Regions from separate parts of the Hordeum vulgare genome. Here region 2 is linked to region 1. A link is a contact called in public Hi-C data. All regions are on one chromosome and are shown on one strand. Each heading gives the region's core, a stretch centred on a gene start, on an enhancer-like site or on the middle of the called end of the contact. The rest is flanking DNA. Distances are from core to core; before and after follow the strand shown. Region 1 has its middle 140 kb from the start of LOC123444280. Region 2 has its middle 290 kb from the start of LOC123444283.

Region 1 (3,194 bases), core at 379-2,878:
CTCAAATAGACGTATTAATCTCGACATGCGTTTAACATGGAAATAAATACATCATAGAAATATTCTGGAATACCTCGTACTAAACGAAGAAAAGTACTGGAGAGGTACTGAATTTATCTTTGCAAGACATTAAAAATCTCTATTGCAAATGGACGTAATTAATCTCAACACGTGATAAACGTGAAAATATATTACATCAACTTAAGATCTGGAATATAACTCGGTAGTCAACAGAAACACACTACTATTGTAATGAATAGTAATGATGTTGCAAACTTGATGCTTAAGTGAAAAACTTCAATTGTGAAGACCTCAAATTAAATGAGATGTTCTTTTATCAAGTTGCAAGATAATTCAGCAGGGTGAATTAATATTTTGCGAGAGAAAATTAACCCTCAATCGCAATAAGATTATTTAGCGAGAAAATATATATTTCTCAATCGCAAATCAATATTGTTATGCGAGAAAAGTTAATCTCAATCGCATAAACAATGTCGTTGTATAGGGCATTGCAATAGCAAACACATATACACATTTCTGGAATTTTAAAACTCAACAGAAAATAGGTTAATTGCATATTTATGCATACATGATCTAAAGATGACAAGTGCTAATGAATAGCACTAAGAGTTTGACCATGTTGAATTATCCTGAAACGTTCACGAATTAGTCGCGAGGCATATACACACAGGCCTATTATGTAAATAGACGAAGCCGCAAGGGCTAAAGTGTATAACTCGTGAAGAGATGAGATTCCATCTCTTTTCTCCCAACCGATTTCCACCACGAGAAATCACGTAACCACCTCGTTGCCGTTTTGGCTCGACGGCCAGGGCCGCGACTATGGTCCTGCCGTCGTCTCCACCATGGGGAGCCACGCCAGAGGGGGTAGCCGCCTCTGGGGTTGCAACCGTATGGAAGTTAAAAAGGGGAGATTTCCTTCTAATTAAAATGCGTGTTTAATTGTAACAGTACAGACACCCCTTGAAGACATCTTTTTGGATAAGTATATAAGATATCATCATCAATAAAGATGACGCAGTTTCATCACTCTCGTTTTAATCTAAATAGATAGGAAAGAACTTTTAGGGGGCGCTTTGTCAGTTCCACGTCACAACATATCTGCCAATCTTATCGCATCCGCACGCATGCATGGAAAGTAAACGGATGGCCGGCATTGACGTCCCTGGCATGCCTGCAATAACATTACTTTGCCTCTCGGTCAGCAACATTCGAATCACAACAAGCACGTACAGTTTGAGTCTGATTTTCCCTGCAAGCATGGCTTTTGAGACCGCGTGCAAATGATGTAGCACTTCTACTGAACAAAGTTCAGTGAGATATTCTGTCCCAGTATTTCACGCAGTGAGAAGCACGCGTCGCGTGAGTGACGCGTTAAACTGGGAGCGAGCTTTGCTTACATGTCAATGTCACCTAGATTAGCACAAACCAGCGCGTTTTCCTCGTGCATGCCGACATTTTCTTTTTGCTGGTGACATGGAACTGGATTAAAGCCACACTATCGCTTATATTTTGCGCTGGACCGCACGTTGTACTCTACTGCGGTGTGGAGACTCGCGAGCCACGTGTTCCCGAAAAAGGATCAGGTTGCGCGTGGCGAAATAAAAGATCACACTACTGCCCAGCGCGTGCCGCCGTTGTCGGCGTCAACTGTCGAGCGTCTTCTCCTCTCTATCCCGTCCTGCTATCCGAAACGAAGCAAAGGTCTCCGTTTGTTCGGTTTGAGAATGGACTTCTCCCTGCCGATTGACACGGAAAAGAAATCGCGTGCAGAATCGCTCCCTACGAGACACCTTTGAGAATTGACGCCCCAAGGCCAAACTCACTATTTGACCCTTATGAGAAAGTTTAGCACGAGTTCCGTTTGTAAAATTCTCCCTTTGTTTTTAAATATAAAATATTTTAGAGATTTTATTATAAACTACATACAGATATACGTAGATATATTTTAGGATGTAGATTTACTTATTTTGGTTCATATCTAATCTATATTAAAATTTCTAAAAAATCTTATATTTAAGAACGAAGGGAGTAATAATCAGATTTGACGTCTTTTTACCATCAACCAACCACGGTAGGCTGTCAATGTGGCAAGTGGCTACCGCCATAGCCTTTGGCGGTAGCACCTGGACCTGATGCTACGAATAAAGTGTGTTTCTCCATAGTATTGAAGTCAGGGTCATCTTCAGAAATTTGGTGCCCCGAACGAAAATCGAAATGTGGCCCCAATTTTTAAACAATTCACATAATAGAAGAATTAATACGCGAGCATACTCTTTTTTGTTATAAAATTTCAACTTTGTTTTATTTGTTCCTTATTTAGGCGTATATCAAGAAAAAGTCTATCCCTCAACCGACAGATCGAGCGGGGAACATCCGCCACCTCCTTCGATCGACACGTGGCGTTATTGGACCACGGATGTCTCTCTCCCTCATCTTATCTCTTCTGCAATCTCTCTCCATTACGCATCAATGGTATTCAGCTTTGCCGAGAGGAGATGGCAGCCAGGTGACCTGGTCAGAGGTTCGACGCTCGCCGGCGGCGACGCGATGGCGGGGGTAGGCCCTTCCCTGCCTCCATCCTCCCGCCGGCCCTTCCCTGCCTCCATCCTCCCAAACCCCCGCGCCACCAGTCGCTCGTCCCTCTGCTTCCTCTCCCTCTCCTTTAATCTTGCAGCCATTCATTTCCTCTTTAGTTTTTCTGCAACACGGTCGTTGTTTCTGTAACGCGGTTGTTGTTTCAGGAGTTAGAGAAATTGTTTCTGCAACCCGTTTGTTCTTTTAGGATTTATTTCTGCAATACGGCCGTTGTTGTAGAAAGACGAAGGAAAACAAATCTGCAACAAAAGGATTGTTTCTGGAACTCGACTTTTGTTTCAGGGATTAATGGGTCCAAAGTTTAGTTTTTACAACAAAGCAAATGTTTCTGCAACTCGATCGTCGTTTCAGGAATCACTCGTTGCCGGCCTAAGCCTGTGCCCGGATCGAACAAGAATCAAACGAGTGTACGTATAGATCGAACGGTTGTTGAGGTGACGGATGTTTACTAAACACAGGCGTAGCAGCCCCATATATCAAACACTAATGTTAAAAAGGTAAAGGGATTAAAATCAATGAACAGACCTCATGTTCTACCAAAAAGAAGCATCCGTCTAGCCCCCTTCATTGGCAAA
Region 2 (3,194 bases), core at 385-2,884, 150 kb after region 1:
GTGTAGATGAAATCCAAAATGTACCATCAAAAAATAAAATCTCAGATTGTAAGCTAGGTCATTAACAAGCTTGCGGGATACTTGCTAGCATCAAATTGGCGACCAAATGCATAGGGGCGCCCCAGCTTGGTCGTCTCATCCGCAAGGGCACTCTAGCAAGCGCCCTAAGATTCTTAGGCAATTATTGAACCCACAATCTATTTCTACCATTTTTGAATTTGTGGTTGATATTTTAGAAAACATGGAATTTGTTATATAAAGTAAACATTCAATAAAATTTGATAACATTTTCAAAAAATACGAACATGTTTTTTCTAACATATGATTTTATGAGCATCTATAAATGTTTTTTGATAAGGCAATCATTTCTTAGAAAACACGAATGTATTTAGAACACTAAAACTTCTTTAAATTATAATACAAAATGTCAGAAACTATGAATGATTTTGCGTGGGCACATTTTTTCGAAAAACTAATTACTTGTTCGTAAACACGGATATTTTTGGACTTTATCGGGATTTTTGAAAACAAACAACATTTTTCTGAATTTCTAATACTTTTTTAATTTTAAAAGTTCAATGTAAAATAGGAAAGCATACGGGCGCAGAACCCCCTTCCCCGCTGTCCAGACCCATACGCGAGCTAGACCACAACCTGTTTTCTGGGTTTTTTATGTTTTCCATTTTTTTTTGTTTATACTTTAGAATATTTAAAATATATTTATTACAAAAGTCTACAAATATTTTTTGGAAAAATTTGAATAGACATTCGAACAATGTTGAACAAGTATTTAAAAAAGGTATCAAGCATTAGGGAAATGTTGAACAAGTATTTAAAAAATATTGAATAAGTATTAGAAAAAGGTTGATTGAGTATGCGAAAAAGGTTGAACAAGTAGGTATTTGAAAATGTTGAACAAGTATTTGGAAAAATATCTATGATGTATACAGAAATATTAAACATGTATTTACAAAATGTCGAATAATTATTTTAAAAATGGTGAACACGAAAAAATATTGATCTTGTATATAAGAATTTAGAATGAAAAACAAAAAAGAAACTAAGAACAAAAACAAAAAATGAAAAACAAAAAATGAAGCAAATAAACCAAATGAAAAAAGCTTAAGAAATAAAATAAGGAAAAACCCGGAGAATGGAAAAGAAAACGAGAAAACCCTGGAGAAAGCCTGGTTCTTTTCCTCTTTATAGGTACGATTTGTGCTACTACTATCATGAACCGAAAGTCAATCTACTGGCTTGATGTAGTTGCTCTAAGCCAAGAGACGACGGCTTGAATCCGAGCTGCGTTCCATTTTCTGTTAGTGCGTTTTTCCTCCTACTCTATGCGTTCGTGAGTGTGCCTGCCCGATTAGCGTAGTCTAAGCGAACGATCTTTTCATCTACTCTCTCCATCCCAAAATAATTGTCTCAACTTTATACTACCTTTAATATAAGAATTATACTAAGCTTAAGACACTTATTTTCGAACGGAGAAAGTAGTTTTTTTTAGACAAATCTTTCCTTCTAGCTTAAACTGAGAAATAGTCGTAACGTTGCAAATGGACGCACAACCCTCCTCCCCGCTGGGCAGGACCATTTTTTTTCTGTTTTTCAGACCATAAAAATAGGAAAATGCTATTTGACGCATCTTGCGTCAAAGTGTCGGGGTATCGCACAGGCGTATGAAGGGACAGGATGGCCCATAAGGATTCCACTGATTGCGGTTTTGGGAACCTGCTGGAAGGTTTCAAGCGGTTTTTTCCGGTTTTGTGGACCTTCCATAAGGTTCTTGAACCTTTTTTTTTGTTTCTGTTCGTTTTTGTTATCCACTATTTTTTCAGTTTTTTCTTCTGTTTTGTATCCTTTTTCTTTCTTTTTTATTTTTTCTTTTTAATAGTTTTAGTTTCTCAAGTTTTTTTAACAAATATTCATAGTTTCAAAACTTGGTTATTTTTCTAGATTCCAACTTTGTTCACAACTCGAAAAATGTTCATGGTTTCAAAATTTGTTCACAATTCGAAAAAAAGTTTCCGATTACAAAATTTCTTCCGGACTTTGGAAAATGTTCCAGAAATTGAAAAAATGTTTGAAATTTGAAAAAAATGTTCCGGAGTTTGGAAAATGTTCGGAATTTGAAAAAAAGTTTTAGAATATAAAAAACTGTTTCAGAATCTGAAAAAATGTTTCGGAGTTTGAAAAAATGTTCTAAATTTGAAAGAATGTTCCGAAAATACAAACAATATACCGGAATTTGTAAAAATGTTCTGGAATTTGAAAAAATGTTCCGAAATTATAAAAAAGTTTCTGAAATTTTAAAATGTTCCGGAATTTGAAAAATATTCCGGTATTTTAAAAAATGTTCCGGAATTTGAAAAGAATTTCTGCAATTTGTAAAATGTTTGAGAATTTCAGAAATGTTCCGGAATTTGAAAAAATGCTCCACATATTAAAAAATGCTCCATATTTGAAAAAATGTTCTTGAATTTGCCAAATGTTCCGGAATTTGTTAAAATGTACTAGAATTCAAAAAAATGTTCCAGAAGTTGACAGTTTTTCCGGAATTTTAAAAAATGTTCCAGAATTTGAAAAAATATTACGAGATTTTCAAAGTGATTTTTTACATATTTTATAAAAATATTTCTGTTTTTAAATTTTGTTCTCATAATTCAAAAATTGTTTGTGCTTAAAAAATGTGATCATGCTTTCAAATTTGTTTGGGATTTTTCAAAATTGTTGTCCTTTTCAAAATTTTGTTCTCAAGATTCAAAAAATGTTCACGCTTCCAAAAAATTCATGTTTTTTTGAAAATTCTTCTTTAAATTCGAATAATGTTTTCGCTTTAAATAGAAATTTGGTCACGCTTTTCAAATTTGTTTGCGATTTTTCAAAAAAAAAATCACCTTTTCAAGATTTTGTTCTCGAGATTGAAATAATGTTTGTACTTTGAAAAATATTAGAGCTTTCAAATTTGTTCACGAGTTTGCAAAACTGGTCTCGGTTTCAAAACATGTTCTCAAGATTCAAATTATTATTTGTTCTTTAAAAAATTGTTTGCGCTTTCAAATTTTTTCCCCGTTTAAAAAAAAGTTCATGTTTTAAAAAATGTTTATGGTTTCAAATTTGTTCACAGTTTGAAATATTTTCATAATTTTAGTTTTTGGTGACGAATTTAAAATTTATTGATATTTCAAAAT

What was found. Hi-C and Micro-C count contacts between places; a contact is called where the count stands out from the background.
Region 2: a contact with region 1 is called in a Hi-C map of leaf, with 4 times the contacts expected there. The contact joins two enhancer-like sites. A contact is called at or near these places in 2 of 6 Hi-C or Micro-C datasets (leaf and seedling).

Annotation. Positions count from the first base shown.
Region 1 is chr3H:463,743,308-463,746,501 of MorexV3_pseudomolecules_assembly, forward strand. No RefSeq gene overlaps it. Among protein-coding and RNA genes, the nearest start is that of LOC123444280, 140 kb to the left of the region's middle. Within about 2 kb of position 1,629, at least 2 of the 3 cell types and tissues checked have open chromatin away from gene starts, as enhancers often do. A contact at or near this core is called in leaf, where this site is marked.
Region 2 is chr3H:463,896,462-463,899,655 of MorexV3_pseudomolecules_assembly, forward strand. No RefSeq gene overlaps it. Among protein-coding and RNA genes, the nearest start is that of LOC123444283, 290 kb to the right of the region's middle. Within about 2 kb of position 1,635, at least 2 of the 3 cell types and tissues checked have open chromatin away from gene starts, as enhancers often do. A contact at or near this core is called in leaf, where this site is marked.